Regions from separate parts of the Capra hircus genome. Here region 2 is linked to region 1. The links are chromatin contacts, called in public Hi-C maps. All regions are on one chromosome and are shown on one strand. Each heading gives the region's core, a stretch centred on a gene start, on an enhancer-like site or on the middle of the called end of the contact. The rest is flanking DNA. Distances are from core to core; before and after follow the strand shown.

The links. A called contact is a pair of places that touch in the nucleus more often than the background predicts.
Region 2: a Hi-C map of blood shows a contact between it and region 1, with 3 times the contacts expected there. The contact joins the enhancer-like site here to the promoter of SPOCD1 in region 1. A contact is called at or near these places in 3 of 5 Hi-C or Micro-C datasets (all in blood).

The regions. Positions count from the first base shown.
Region 1 is chr2:14,059,015-14,065,870 of ARS1.2, reverse strand. It overlaps SPOCD1 (SPOC domain-containing protein 1), which reads left to right and starts at 1,864. Exons shown (of 15, transcript XM_018066346.1): 1 at 1,864-3,033. The coding sequence starts at 1,864.
Region 2 is chr2:14,183,173-14,190,548 of ARS1.2, reverse strand. No RefSeq gene overlaps it. Among named protein-coding and RNA genes, the nearest start is that of PTP4A2, 22 kb to the right of the region's middle. Within about 2 kb of position 5,953, at least 1 of the 5 cell types and tissues checked has an H3K27ac peak or open chromatin away from gene starts, as enhancers often do.

The DNA of each region.
Region 1 (6,856 bases), core at 615-3,114:
GTTTTGCAAAGAGTTGGACATGACTGAGCAACTAACACACGACAACTAGAGAAAGCCTGCGCAATCAAGACCCAGAGCAGCCAGGAATAAATTAATTATTTTAAAAAGTCAGCAACGTTTCTTTTAAAAAAGATATATACATTTATTTGGCTGCACTGAGTCTTAGTTGTGGCATGCACGATCTTTAGTTGCAGCCTGTGAACTCTTAGTTATTGCATGTGGGATCTAGTTCCCTGACTAGGGATCAAACCCAGGCCCCCTGCATTGGGAGTGTGGAATCTTAGCCACTGGACCACCAGGGAAGTTCCAGATGGAAAATTTTTTTTTTTTTTAATTTCAAGAAAGACTGCAAAAGCAAAATTTGGATTTCTTAAGCACATGCAAGATAGTCATACAGCATTTACAGTGTACAAGGAATTATACAAGTCTAGAGATGACAAGTATTGGGGAGGATGTACATAGATTACATACAATGGCTATGCCATTTGGTATAAGGGACTTGAGCATTCCAGAATTCTGGTGTGCCTGAGAATTGGAGAACTGAATTCCCCAAGCAAAGGGACGACTGTAATAGCAACTAGTCGCAAAAAATATATATAAATATAAAAGACAAAAACTGGGAGGAGCAAACAGGAAGGATCGGTAATGAAATCACACAGCAGTTAGTCAATCAACACTGTTAGCCTGGCGAGCTGCAGTCCATGGGGTGGCAAAGACAGGAACACAACTGAGCGACTGAACAACAAAGACATTAATAAACCAAGGAATAGAAGTATGAGTCTATTATTCATAATCACTGAATAAAAAAAGAAAGAAAGTTGTTCTCAAGAGCTGGGCAAGTGAGAGGACACTTTTAGGTTTTAATTTCTAACCTTCCTGTTGGGGTTGGGTGTTGCGTGTTCATCTACTAAATTATATTTGAGACAACAATAATTAAAATAAATAATTGAGAAAAAAATGTAGATCTGATTCTGATACTCCTCTAGAGGTTCAGGTACTTTCAGTAACGCCCCATTGCCGTAGGATCAAGATGAAACTCTCACGCAGGCATTCAAGGCCCTTTCTCGCCAGGCACTTCCTCCCGGGAGCCCTTGGGTGGGAGAGGGCGCCCTCTGCCGGAGCAGCGACGCCAGCACGCCCGAGGTCCCGCCCTTGGCGTATCAACAGACTCCGCCCCCATCCCTCGGGGGCTCTCCGCATCATGTGATCTCAGCCCCTTTACACCTGGGTGTCGCACCCCGAGAAGGGGAGCCCAGAGACCCCAGACCCCAGGTGAGAGCGAGTGGGTCGGTGGGTTCTGGGTTCCCTGAGCGGTGGGAGACTGCCTGGTCAGGCTGGGAACCTAATTGGGAATGTCTGTCAGGCGCAGCCCGATGTGAGGGTGATGGACAATTAACCTGAGTGATTTAGAGCTGGTCTTTTTTTCGGGGGCCGAATCCCGTGTCTTCCACTTTTTATCTGCGCGTGGCCTTGGGCGAGCCACTGGATATCAGTTTCCTCGCCTCTGGCTGCCAGCATGAAATGAAATAATGCACAGAAGTACATTATTCATAAATGATAACTTGTTTTTAAAGCTCATACAAGCAAATATGTGAACTCTCAGAAGAGGGGAAGACCTCATAAAAGGTGGCTGTAGCTCAACCCTGTTTGGAGACAGGCCTCCCCTCCCTCATCTGGGGCACTGTGTCCCGCTGGGGTGCTTATGTCAGTGGTTCCTGGGTGCCCTGGAGGTGCCACCTATAAGGGAGGCTGCCTCCGAGGTTCCCATTGGCTTGGTGTCCTGAGTGGGCCGGCAGGTCAGACCCCCCTCTTATCTCCTCACAGGGCCTGCCTTCTGCACTGGGCCCGTGGAGGCAAACAGACATGTCTCAGGAGGCGGCTCCAGTGGGCCCCAGCACGGAGGACCCCGTTCTCAGTCCCCTCAACAGCCTTGGACTTTTCCAGGAGGACATGGAAGAAACCAGCTCCATGTCAGGCCTGGCACCAGACCTGTCAGGAGAGAGCTCGGGGGACCCCGTTTGTGCTGGCAGTGGGAAGAGGGTCCTCAGGGAAGAGTCTTGTCAAGATGCCAGCTCCCAGGCAGTGGGTGCTCCTGGGGGTATCCCAGAGGCCACGGCCCATCCTGTGGTCCTGCGGCAGCAAGCTGTGGGACAGAGCTGGAATTTGGTGCCCAGCCCGAGGCTCTGCTGTCACCTACCCACAGAGCCTGCCCAGGGGAGGGCTCAGGCCTTCAAGAGGGTCCAGATTATTCTGCACGACATCTTAGCAGGAGGTTGTCCCAGGAATCTTTGTAGTGGGTGTGTGGGAGCAAGAAAGAAAAGCAGGAAGTCTGAAACCCCCTCAGAGGGTCAGGAAGGTAGCTTCTTACGGCTTGGTCAGAGCCCTAGTGGGAACAAGCCCCAGGCTGTGGGAGACCCCCTGCGAGGTGCTGACGTGGCGTCCTTGGAAGGCCCGTGCAGTCCTCTCTCTTGCAAGGGCACTGGGTCTGGGCCTGGACACCCAGGTGGAGATTGGGTGGACTGTGACTCAGGGATTGAGAAGTTTGAATATTTGCCCACTGTAAGGGGTGGGACCCCGCCAGGCAGCCCCTGGGACCCTGTGAACTCCCCTGTGCCCACTGGAGGACTGTCACTTCAGCTAGCTGCCCGGGATCCTCTCCAGAGCCCTGAGCTGTGCCCAGGAGGGTCTGGAAAGGCTTCCACAGCACAGCAAGAAGCTGAGCACATCATGAGGCCTGGCTTTGGTGATGGCCATGGTGCTTCACACAACCAGGAGGAGCTGGAGGTCGTGGCTCGACCAGTGTCTTGGGGGAGGCCAGGGCAGGGACTTGGTAACACCCCCTCCAGCTTCCTGGAGCCTGTAGCCAGCAAGGCTAGCTCAGGCCCATCCACGAGGCAGAGAAATTCCAAGTGTGCTAAACAGTTGAAAATGGACCCAGTGCCTGGTACCCAGGATCAGGGCACTAACAGATGGCCAGACAGCTCCAACCAGGACCAAACAGAAGAATCCAGCCCAGGAAGCGGTCCCAGGCTGGTAAGTTGACTCTGAGAGGTTGGGATGGGAAGGGCATCGTTATCTTTTGGTGTCAGTGAGTCGTGTCTTCAAATCCTATCTCTGCCCACTTCCTAGTTGAGTGGCCCTGGAATATTTTTTAAGCTGTTTCCTCATGTGTGAAAAGGGAATACTAGTTCCACTTTAGTGGGGTTGTTTTGAGGAATAAATGAGATGATGGTGTGAAATAACGTACTTAGCACAGCATAAGGCACAAGGTAAATCTATTTGTGTTAAATGTGCTTTTCCTTGAGTGTTGCAATAGTCCTGTGAGATAGGCATTAGCCCTATATTCGCAGGGCAAGCTGAGGCTCAGAGAAGTTAACAAACTTCCCCAAGCTCACACAGCAAGGGAGTCAGTGCCTAGCCATGTTCCCTGTATTCACTGCTTCCCTTTCCATTGTTCTTTTATTGATGATAATAATTGTCATTTTATTAATATTAATAGTCATGGTCAATATGTTTATATGCCAAGGGCAGAAAATGGCATTGCTCTGTTTGATGTATATTTCTGACATAGTTGAATTTTTTAAAAATTGAAGCATCATGTTAGTTTCAGATGTACAGCATAGCGATTCAATTATATATATGTAAGAGTTGGACACGACTGAGCGACTGAACTGAACTGAATATATATGTATATATACCAACCTAGATAGCATATTTAAAAGCAGAGACATTACTTTGCCAACAAAGGTCCGTCTAGTCAAGGCTATGGTTTTTCCAGTGGTCGTGTATGGATGTGAGAGTTGGACTGTGAAGAAAGCTGAGCGCTGAAGAATTGATGCTTTTGAACTGTGGTGTTGGAGAAGACTCTTGGGAGTCCCTTGGACTGCAAGGAGATCAAACCAGTCCCTTCTGAAGGAGATCAGCCTTGGAATTTCTTTGGAGGGAATGATGCTAAAGCTGAAACTCCAGTACTTTGGCCACATCATGCGAAGAGTTGACTCATTGGAAAAGACTCTGATGCTGGGAGGGATTGGGGGCAGGAGGAAAAGGGGGCGACAGAGGGTGAGATGGCTGGATGGCATCACTGACTCGATGGCCGTGAGTCTGAGTGAACTCCGGAAGATGGTGATGGACAGGGAGGCCTGGCATGCTGCGATTCATGGGGTCACAAAGTGTTGGACACGACTGAGCGACTGAACTGAACTGAACTGAATGTTCTTTTCAGATTCTTTTCCCTTATAGGTTATTACAAAATATTGAGTATAGTTTCCTGTTTTATGTAGTAGCTCCTTGTTGGTTACCTATTTTATGTATCATAGTCACATAGTTGAATTTTTATCCCCTTGATAGAATATGTGTTGTGTGCTGAGTGCTTTTGATTTAGTCTTCACATGAAGCCCAGAGAGGTGAGGTTACGGGCCCAAGGTCTCACAGCTGGCAAATGACAGAGCCAGCATGCAGACCCAGGCAGTCTGTCCGGAAAGCTTACTGCATTGCCTGCTTGCGCACATTCCCCACCATCATTGCAGCAGTAAAGGCCCCTGGCATGCTTACTACATGCTGGGCACTATTCCCAAGCACTTATCTTCAGTCTTCCTAACACCCTTATAGAGAAGATGCTGTTGATATATACCCATTTTAATGATGCAGACACTGAGGCTCGGACGGGTAAAGTGAGTATGTCAAGGTCAAACAAGCAAATTAGTTGAACTAGGATAGGAACCAATCAGCTGCCTGTGGTGATTTATCACTATTTGGACTATAATTACATTCGAGATACTATTACATTATCTGTGTAAATATCACTCAAAACATTAATTTTTAATAAAAAACGAATACATGTTTATCATAGAAAATAAAGAAGAAATAAAAATCCCCATAATGCCAACAACATTCAGAGCTATCTCCTGTTGACATTTTGGTGTATATATCCTTTCTTCCATTTTTTTCATATACATATATATCTTTTCTTTGCCTAGAAATGGAACCATGCAGATCAAAATTTATAACTTGATTTTTTAGGTATTAAAAATTGTTTTTACAGTGAATTTGTTGACATAGAATGAGGAAATCCCCTTTAATGTCTCCTGACCCAATTGCGCTTTGTTTGATGTTAATGGTTAGCATTCTTCCAGTCTCCTTTTTTATGAACTTCTATACATATATGAACATCTTATATTGATCATACCTTTTTATATATAAGTAGGCTCATGCCGTGCCTCATTGTTCTGGGACTTGTCCTTTGATTTTCAGATGCTTTAGAGTTTGAAGGCGTTTCCAAGTTGGCAAATCTGTGCTTTCCCTGAACGCTGCATCATGTCTGTCTACAGGCACTGCTGGGACCAGAGGGTGGGCTGGGACTTGCTTTTCTCATTTCTGGTCACTGTCCTGTAGTTAAGAGCATGAAGCTCAGAGGCTGACAGATTGGCATTCAGGCCTGGCTTTGCTGCTATCTGAATGTGACCTAGGCAAGTGGCCTCACCTTTCCGAGCATAATTTTCTCATTTGTAAAATAGAGGCAATAAATTACTTACCTCACTGGGCAGTGGTAAGGGGCAGGTGAGATGACATGTACCTATGTTCGGTAGCACAGTGCCTGGTACAAGAAAAATACTCAGAAATGTTACCTGTTGTTGACTATACTTTGTCCTCCTCCAAGGACTGCCGAGGTGAACCCCTGTGCATCTGGCTTCTCCCCATTTCAGATTATCTATGTGGGCCAGATGCCCAGAAGTGGGATTCCTGGGTCTGCAATGTTTTGAGGGGGTGTTTGAATTTGGTGGTGGAGGCAGGTGCCTGCCCGCCTTGACGGGAAGCAACCCACGGCTGCCCTCTGCTTTAGTCCCATCCTTGACTCTGCGACACGGTCCCTCATCCCACAGCATCCCAAACAACCGGTTGCCATGGCAACTGGTGCCAGCTGCAGGAGAAGAATGGAGATTGTACTGCGACAGGGATAGGCAGGTGGTTGAGGCCAAGGCTGAGTAGGGTGTGGGCAGGTGTGGGTGTAGTGCCCAGCTGATCTGGATCCCCTCCCAGGACTCTGGCACCTTCTCCTGGGGACCGCTCAGCTCAGGAACAGATAGACAGGTTCAAGGTCAGCCTCTGCTTCTTACAACTGAGTGACTTTAGAGACATCTCTTCTCTGAATCTTAGTTGCCTCCTCTGTGAAATGGTGCGGGGGATCAGCTGGGCCCCAGAACTACTGGGAATCTGGTGTGAGAGGCTGGCTGTGTTGTGTTCTTTCGGTTTGATATAGAGATTCTTGGAGGAGGGTGGAGAAGTTGGTTTGATCCCCAGGGTGGTTAGTGAGATCTGGAGCCACTCTGTGGCTGGGATAGCAGGAGGCGTGGGATGAGCAGCTCTGCCAGGGGCCCCGGCTCTGCCCTCCACAGTGCAGGAGGTACACAGCTCCTCTGGCCCCACTAGGCTCTCAGCTCAGGTACCCTGTCTGCAGCTACAAAGTATCAGGCTGTGTGTGAGGGAGGCACATGTCTCCAGCAGATGGACAGCCCAAAAATAGCTCTTTTAAGTGCTTACTATGTACTAGGAGCTTCACATAGGTCATCGCCTCATGTTTAATCCTCATAGTAGCATGAAAATTCAGTGTTAATATGCTTATTTTGCTGATTAAGAAAACTGGGATTCAGAAAAGTTAAGTGACTGACTGACGGTCACACAGCAAGTAAGTGATGGAGTCAGCGTTTGAATCCCGGCCTGTCCAGTTCCACTGTGTACCCTGAGCCCAGCTGCCAAAGGCCTAGCTACGAGATTTAGACTTTTTTCCCTCCTGAGGGAGAATGCAGTTTATTTATTCTTTTAAATTAATTTTTGTTGGAGTATAATTGCTTTTCAG
Region 2 (7,376 bases), core at 4,704-7,203, 120 kb before region 1:
TGTATGCTCCTTTATAGCAGGAGTTAGGTTACTATTCTTCCAAACAGACTCTCCAGCTCCTTTAGCAATGCCTGGCACATATGAGGGGCTTGGTAAATATTTGTTGAATAAACGTCTGAATGAAGGAGAAAAGAGGTCTTTTGACTCATCCCATTGTTCCACGCTACCTCTCCAAACTCAGTGTCTTTGTGATATACAAATCAGCTTTTTTTTTTTTTTTTGGCTGTGCTACACAGAATGTGGGATCTTAGTTCCCTGGCCAGGAATTGAGCCCACACCTCCTGCATTGAAAGCGTGGAGTCTCAATCACTGAACTGCCAGGAAAGTCCTCACAGTAGTTATTTGATGATGTTCACATAGGGCCCCAGTGCTGATGGGGTTCTTGGGGATTAATAAATAGCACCCTCCTTGCCTGAAAGAGTTCTGAACCATTTAATAAATAAGATAAATATATAAGATATACAGAGACTAAGATAGTTTTATTATTGATAAAACTGATGTTGGATATAGTGGCTTATGTCTGTAGATAGGTTTGCTTCCTAACCTAACCCCAGAATTAGTCCAAATTAATCACCCACTCACCGGTAGTGCCTGATGCTGTAGAGACATAGATATAGAGAAGCTCGCGGAATGCCTCCTGGAAATCCAGGAGGAAAGGAGTGTGCAGAACTACACGTAACAGTTCTTTATCCCGAACTCAGATCTATTGAGTCATTTCTCTGCTTTAGGGGAAGAGTGAATTAGAGGCAGAGAGAAGACAGGATTATTGTATCAATGAATGCCTTGTCCATGGAAGGAAAACATCAGGAGGAAATTATGGGTGTTTCCCATTTCCACACACACACACACACACACAAAGTCCTTTTTTAAAAAATAATAGCTTTATTGCCATATACTAGGTGGGTGCAAAATAATTGCAGTTTTGCACTGTTGAACTTTGCCATTTGATATTGGAATATGTTCTTAAATGTGGTTATGTTATATATCATTTTAATGCTCATTTCTCACTTCATGTTTTTTAAAAATATTTATTTATTTATATATTATTATTAGCTGAGTTGGGTCATTGTTTAAGAACACACGCTTAGTTGCACCGTGGCATGTGGGATCTGACCAAGGACTGAACCTGCGTCCTGACCAGGGATCGAACCTGCGTCCTGACCAGCGATCAAACCTGCGCCCCCTGCATCAAAAGCATGGAGTCTTAACCACTGGACCACCAGGGAAGTCCGTCACTTCATGTTTTTTTGCTAATGACTTATTATGTGGGCGTCCCTGGGGGCTCAGATGATAAAAGTGTCTGCCTGCAGTGTGGAAAACCCAGGTTCGATTCCTGGGTCAGGAAGATCCCCTGGAGAAGGAAATGGCAACCCACTCCAATACTCTTGCCTGGAAAATTCCATGGATGGAGGAGCCTGGTGGACTACAGTCCATGGGGTCGCAAAGAGTCGGACACGACTGAGTGACTTCACTTACTATGTATATTTTATATTTATTTTAGACTATGGAAATGATGTTAGACAAAAAGTAAATTTGAGCGATTTTCTTATTTGAGTTCAAAATGGGTCATAAAGCAGCAAAGACAACTCACAACATCAACAACACTTTGGGCCCAGGAACTGCTAATGAACGTACAGGGCAGTGGTGGTTCAAGAAGTTTTCCAAAGGAGACAAGAGCCTTGGAGATGAGGAGCGTAGTGGCAGGCCATCGGAATTTGACAAGGACCAACTGAGAGCAATCATAGAAGCTGATCCTCTTACAACTACAGGAGAAGTTGCTGAGGAACTCAACGTTGACCATTCTCTGGTCATTCAGCATTTGAAGCAAATTGGAAAAGTGAAAAAACTCGATAAATAGGGGCCTCATGAGCTGACTGGAAATCAAATAAATCATCGTTTTGAAGTGTCATCTTCTCTTATCCTTTGCAACAACAACGAATCATTTTTCGATTGGATTGTGATGTTCGAGGAAAAGTGGATTTTACGAGATAACCAGCGATGACCAGCTCAGTGGCTGGACAGAGAAAAAGCTCCAAAGCACTTTCCAAAGCCAAACTTGCACCAAAAACGGTCATGGTCACTGTTGGTAGTCTGCTGCTGGTCTGGTCCACTACAGCCTTCTGAATCCCAGTGAAACCATTACATCTGAGAAGTATGCTCAACATATTGACGGGATGTGCTGAAAATTGCAGTGCCTGCAGCCGGCACTGGCCAACAGAATGGGCCCAATTCTTCTCCATGCCTCCGCCCGACCGTACATTGCATAACCAATGCTTCAAAAGTTGAAAGAATCGGGCTACGAAATTTTGCCCCATCTGCCATATTCACCTGACCTCTCACCAACAGACTACTGCTTCTTCAAGCAATTTTTTGCAGGAAAAATGCTTCCACAACCAGCAGGAGGCAGAAAATGCTTTAAAAGAGTTTGTCGAATCCTGAAGCACAGATTTTTACACTACAGGAATAAACAAACTTATTTATTGTTGGCAAAATGTGCTGATTGCAATGGTTCCTACTTTGATTAATAAAGATGTGTTATAATGATTTAAAATTCATAGCCCCAAACCACAATTATGTTTGCACCAATCTCATAATTCACATACAACACAGTTCACTTTAAAGTATAAAGCTCAGTGATTTTTAGTATCTTCACACAATTGTGCCATCATCACCACACTCTAATTCCAGAAGATTTTCATTGCTCCATTATCCTTTGAAGCAAAAGATTTTCAATATTTACAAAGCCCCATTTATCTGTTTCTTTATTTTGCTGCTTGTCCTTTTGGTGTCATATCTAGGAAACTATTGCCTAATACAATGTCACAAAGATTTGCTGCTATATCTTCTTCTAAGAGTTTTGTGGTTTTAGCTTTAACATTTAGGTCTATAATATATTTTGAATTGTATATATGGTATGAGTAGGGATCCAGCTTTGTCCTTTTGCCTATGGATATCTAATTGTTTCCTTTGCACTCTTGTCTAAAAGTAATTGAGCATAAATGTAGAGGTTTATTTCGAGACTCTCATTTCTATTTCATTCCCTGATGCTGGGAAAGACTGAAGGCAGGAGCAGAAGGGGACGACAGAGGATAAGACAGTTGGATGGCATCGCTGACTCGATGGACATGAGTTTGAGCAACCTCCGGGAATTGGTGATGGACAGGGAAGCCTGGCATGCTGCAGTCCATGGGGTCGCAAAGAGTCAGACACGACTGAGTGACTGAACTGAACTGAATCTTATTTTTAAAAAAATATTTATTTGGCTGCACTGGGTCTTAGTTGCAGTGCTAGAGATCTTTAATCTTTGTTGTGGTGTCTTTAACTGGGTATGTGGAATCTAGTTCCCTGATCAGGGATCAAACCTGGACCCCCTGCATTGAGAGTGCAGAGTCTTAGCCACTGGACCACCAGGGAAGTCTCATCTTATTCTTTATTCTTGTGCAAGTACACACATTGATTATTTCAGCTATGTTAAGAAGCTTGAAATTTCCCCCCAAGATTGTTTTGACTATTCTGTGTCATTTGCATTTCCATATAAATTTTAGCATCAGCTTGTCAATTTTTGCAAAAAAAAGCCAGCTGAGATTTTGATAGGCCTTGCATTGAAACTGTAGATTAGTTTGGGGACCGTTATCATCTTACTCCCCAGAATCCCATCTGTTCATTCCAATCCATGAACAGATTTCTTTCCATTTAAGTCTTAGGTATCTTTTGGATCTTCTTTTAATCTCTTCTTTTTCCAACAATCTTTTGTAGTTTTCAGTGTATGAATCTTATACTTCTTTTGTTAAATTTATTCCTAAGTATATTCTTCTTGATGCCATTGTAAATAAATTTATTTTCTCAGTTTCATTTTCAGATAGTTCATTGCTAGTTATTATGGGCTAAATATTTGTGTCCCCGCAAAGTTCATTCATTGAAGTTCTAATCCCCAATGTGATGATGGTCTTTGGGAGATGATATGATCATGAGCATGAACCCAATGAATGGAATTAGAGCTGTTATAAAAGGGACCCCGGAGAAGACAGCTGTCTGCAGCCCAGAAGAGGATCCTCACCAGAACCTGACCGTGCTGACACCCTGGTCTCAGACTTCCAGCTTCCAGAACTGTGAAAAATAAATTCTGTTGTTTTTAAGGCACCCAATCTATGGTATTCTACGATAGCAGCCGAATGGACTAAGATACAGTGTATAGAAATTCAACTGATTTTTGTGTATATCCTGTAACCTAGCCAAACTCATTTACTAGTTCTAATAGTTTTGTGTGTGTGTGTGTGTGTGTGTGTGTGTGTGTGTATTTCTTATATGCAGAGTACATCATGCAAAATGCCAGCCTGGATGAAGAACAAGCTGGAATCAAGGTTGCTGGGAGAAATATCAATAACCTCAGATACACAGATGGCACTATCCTTATGGCAGAAAGCAAAGAAGAACTAAAGAGCCTCTTGATGAAGGTGAAAGAGGAGAGTGGAAATGTTGGTTTAAAACTAAACATTCAGAAAACGAAGATCATGGCATCTGGTCCCATCACTTCATGGCAAATAGATGGGGAAACAGTGAAAACAGTGGCAGACTTTATTCTTTTGGGCTCCAAAATCACTGCAGATGGTGATTGCAGCCATGAAATTAAAAGACACTTACTCCTTGGGAGAAAAGTTATGACCAACCTAGATAGCATATTAAAAAGAAGAAACATTACTTTGCCAACAAAAGTTCGTCTAGTCAAGGCCATGGCTTTTCCAGTAGTCATGTATGGATGTGAGACTTGGACTATAAAAAAGCTGAGTGCCGAAGAATTGATGCTTTTGAACAGTGGTGTTGGAGAAGACTCTTGAGAATCCCTTGGACTGCAAGGAGATCCAACCAGTCCGTCCTAAAGATCAGTCCTGAATATTCATTGGAAGGACTGATGGTGAAGTTGAAAATTCAATACTTTGGCCACCTGATGTGAAGAGCAGACTCATTTGAAAATACGCCAATGCTGGGAAAGATTGAAAGCGGGAGGAAAAGCGGATGACAGAGGATGAGATTGTTGGATGGCATCACTGACTCAATGGACATATGGGCTTCCCTGGTGGCTCAGAGGTTAAAGTGTCTGCCTCTAATACAGGAGACCTGGGTTCGACTCAATGGACATGGATTTGAGTAAGCTCCAGGAGTTGGTGATGGATAGGGAGGCCTGGTGTGCTGCAGTCCATGGGGTCGCAAAGAGTCAGACACAACTGAGCGACTGAACTGAACTGAACTGAGATTAGTTCTCTTTTCTTTTTGCCATCTCCAGAGATAGTCATTATTGTTATTAATTTCTAGTGTTTCCTTCCAATGTATTCTATACATATCTAAATAGAAAAGTGTACTGTTATACAGATCGTTGTTTAAGACACAACACGTTTACACTTATTGACAGTTACATATCGTGCCTGGCTTTTTTTTAACTTAACAATGAATCTTGGAGACCATTTCAGAGTGGCACATATAGATCTACCTCATTCTTTTTAACAGCTGCATACCATTCCATTTTGTCCAAATGCCCCCATACTGAGGGCTATTTAGATTGTTTGCAGTTTTGTGCTTTGCCAACAATTCTGCAACAAATATCCTTGTGCGAATTTATTTGTACATATCAAGCTGCTTTGACAAATACTTGAAAAGTAATTAGAAGCATACAAGAACAAGAGCTTTATTTATTTATTTTGGCCATACCACGTGGCATGTGAGATCTTAGTTCCCCAGCTAGCATGGAACCTTCACCCCCTGCAGTGGAAGCTCGGCAGAGTCTTAACCCCTGGACCCCCAGGGAAGTCCCAAGAGCTTTTATAATTGGGATGATTGCATTTATCTTCTTTCAACCCTGCCTTCTACTTTCTGGAATCTGAACTCCAGGCCATCAGTGCTCTTTAGCGGGCAGGAAAGTTTTTCATCACTTACTCAGTACCCCACCCTCCAACAGGCCATGACCTGGGCTAAGGGAGGCTGAGTGTAATGACTGCAAACCCATCAGGACAGTGCTGTCCACACCAAGCCAGAGGTTCCCAGGAGATTTTATATTCCAACTGCTAGAGCAAGCGGTGGTGTGCAGCACACTGATGACTGCAAGGGTAGCCAAAAGTCGCGATTCTGGGATGACCTTGGCCAATCACGATGTGACTGATGTGCTGTTTAGCTAGATCAGAACTGCCCTGTTCTGACCAGGAGAGGGCAGTAGTGGGCTGCCTAGCGTTTCTGCCAGGCTCACGGAAGGTTCCCCTCCCTGAACAAGGGGCTTCTGTCTGGAGCAGCTCCACAGAACCGGGCAGCCAGGTACGTCTCCCCGTGCATGAAGAAGGAAGGCATATTAGAGGTAATCCGGTAGAATACGTATTGAGGACAATAGAGGAGAAAATAAAATCAAGGTAACTCCCTTCCCTTATGAAAATAGCTTCATTTTTTCTCATAAATATAAACACAATGTATACACACTATGTCCATTTCAAACAATACAGGACAGTACAAAGGGAAGAAAAACACCTGAAATCCCATGGCCTGGGATAACCATTGTTCACATTGTCGGCAATATTTTTGTAACCTGCTTTTTTTTGAAGCTCAGAAAATGATGTGAACATCCATCTTTGTCTACACCTCAAATGTTAGAGGCCTTAGGGCTTGAACTTACATAAATGCTTCTTCAGTTTTCCCACCCAAGTTACCCCAAAGGCAGAGAAGATGAATGCATTGCTGGGCGAGCGGTGTGTGAGACAATGTGTGTGATGCTGGGATGAGCAGGAGAAACTTCTTTGAAACATTGTGCTTATACCTTAAACATTCACATTTTGCATTTTACATTATAATATTTGGCAAACTACTCCCTGTTTATTTTAATTTAAGAAGACTGTGTCTTTTGTTCTTCTAGTCTTTATAATATTCTGTTGTATATATGTACTAGCATCTATTAAAACAGTGTTGAACATGTCAATCATTTCCAAATTTTTTCCAATATAAACACTACTGCAATGAGCATTCTTATGCAAATGTATTTTTTGGTCTGAATTATATCATTGGAATGAGTTCCAGAATAGGCATTTATATACCCTTTTTTAAAAAAATAATTAATTTCACTCTGTCAGGCCTTAGTTGCAGCACGCAGGATCTTCCGTTGCAGCATTTGGACTCTCTAGTTGTGGTGTGCTCGGTACTTGTGACATGTGGGTTTAGTTGCTCCTCAGCACGTGGGATCTTAGTTCCCTGATCAGGGGTTAAACTCAAGTCCCCTGCATTGCAAGGCAGATTCTTAACCACTGGACCACCAAGGAAGTGCCCAGAACTGGCATTTTTAAAAATAAAGATACTCTTTGCTTCCTCAATGCTTTTGAAAATTGGGTGCACATGATGAAAAGGGT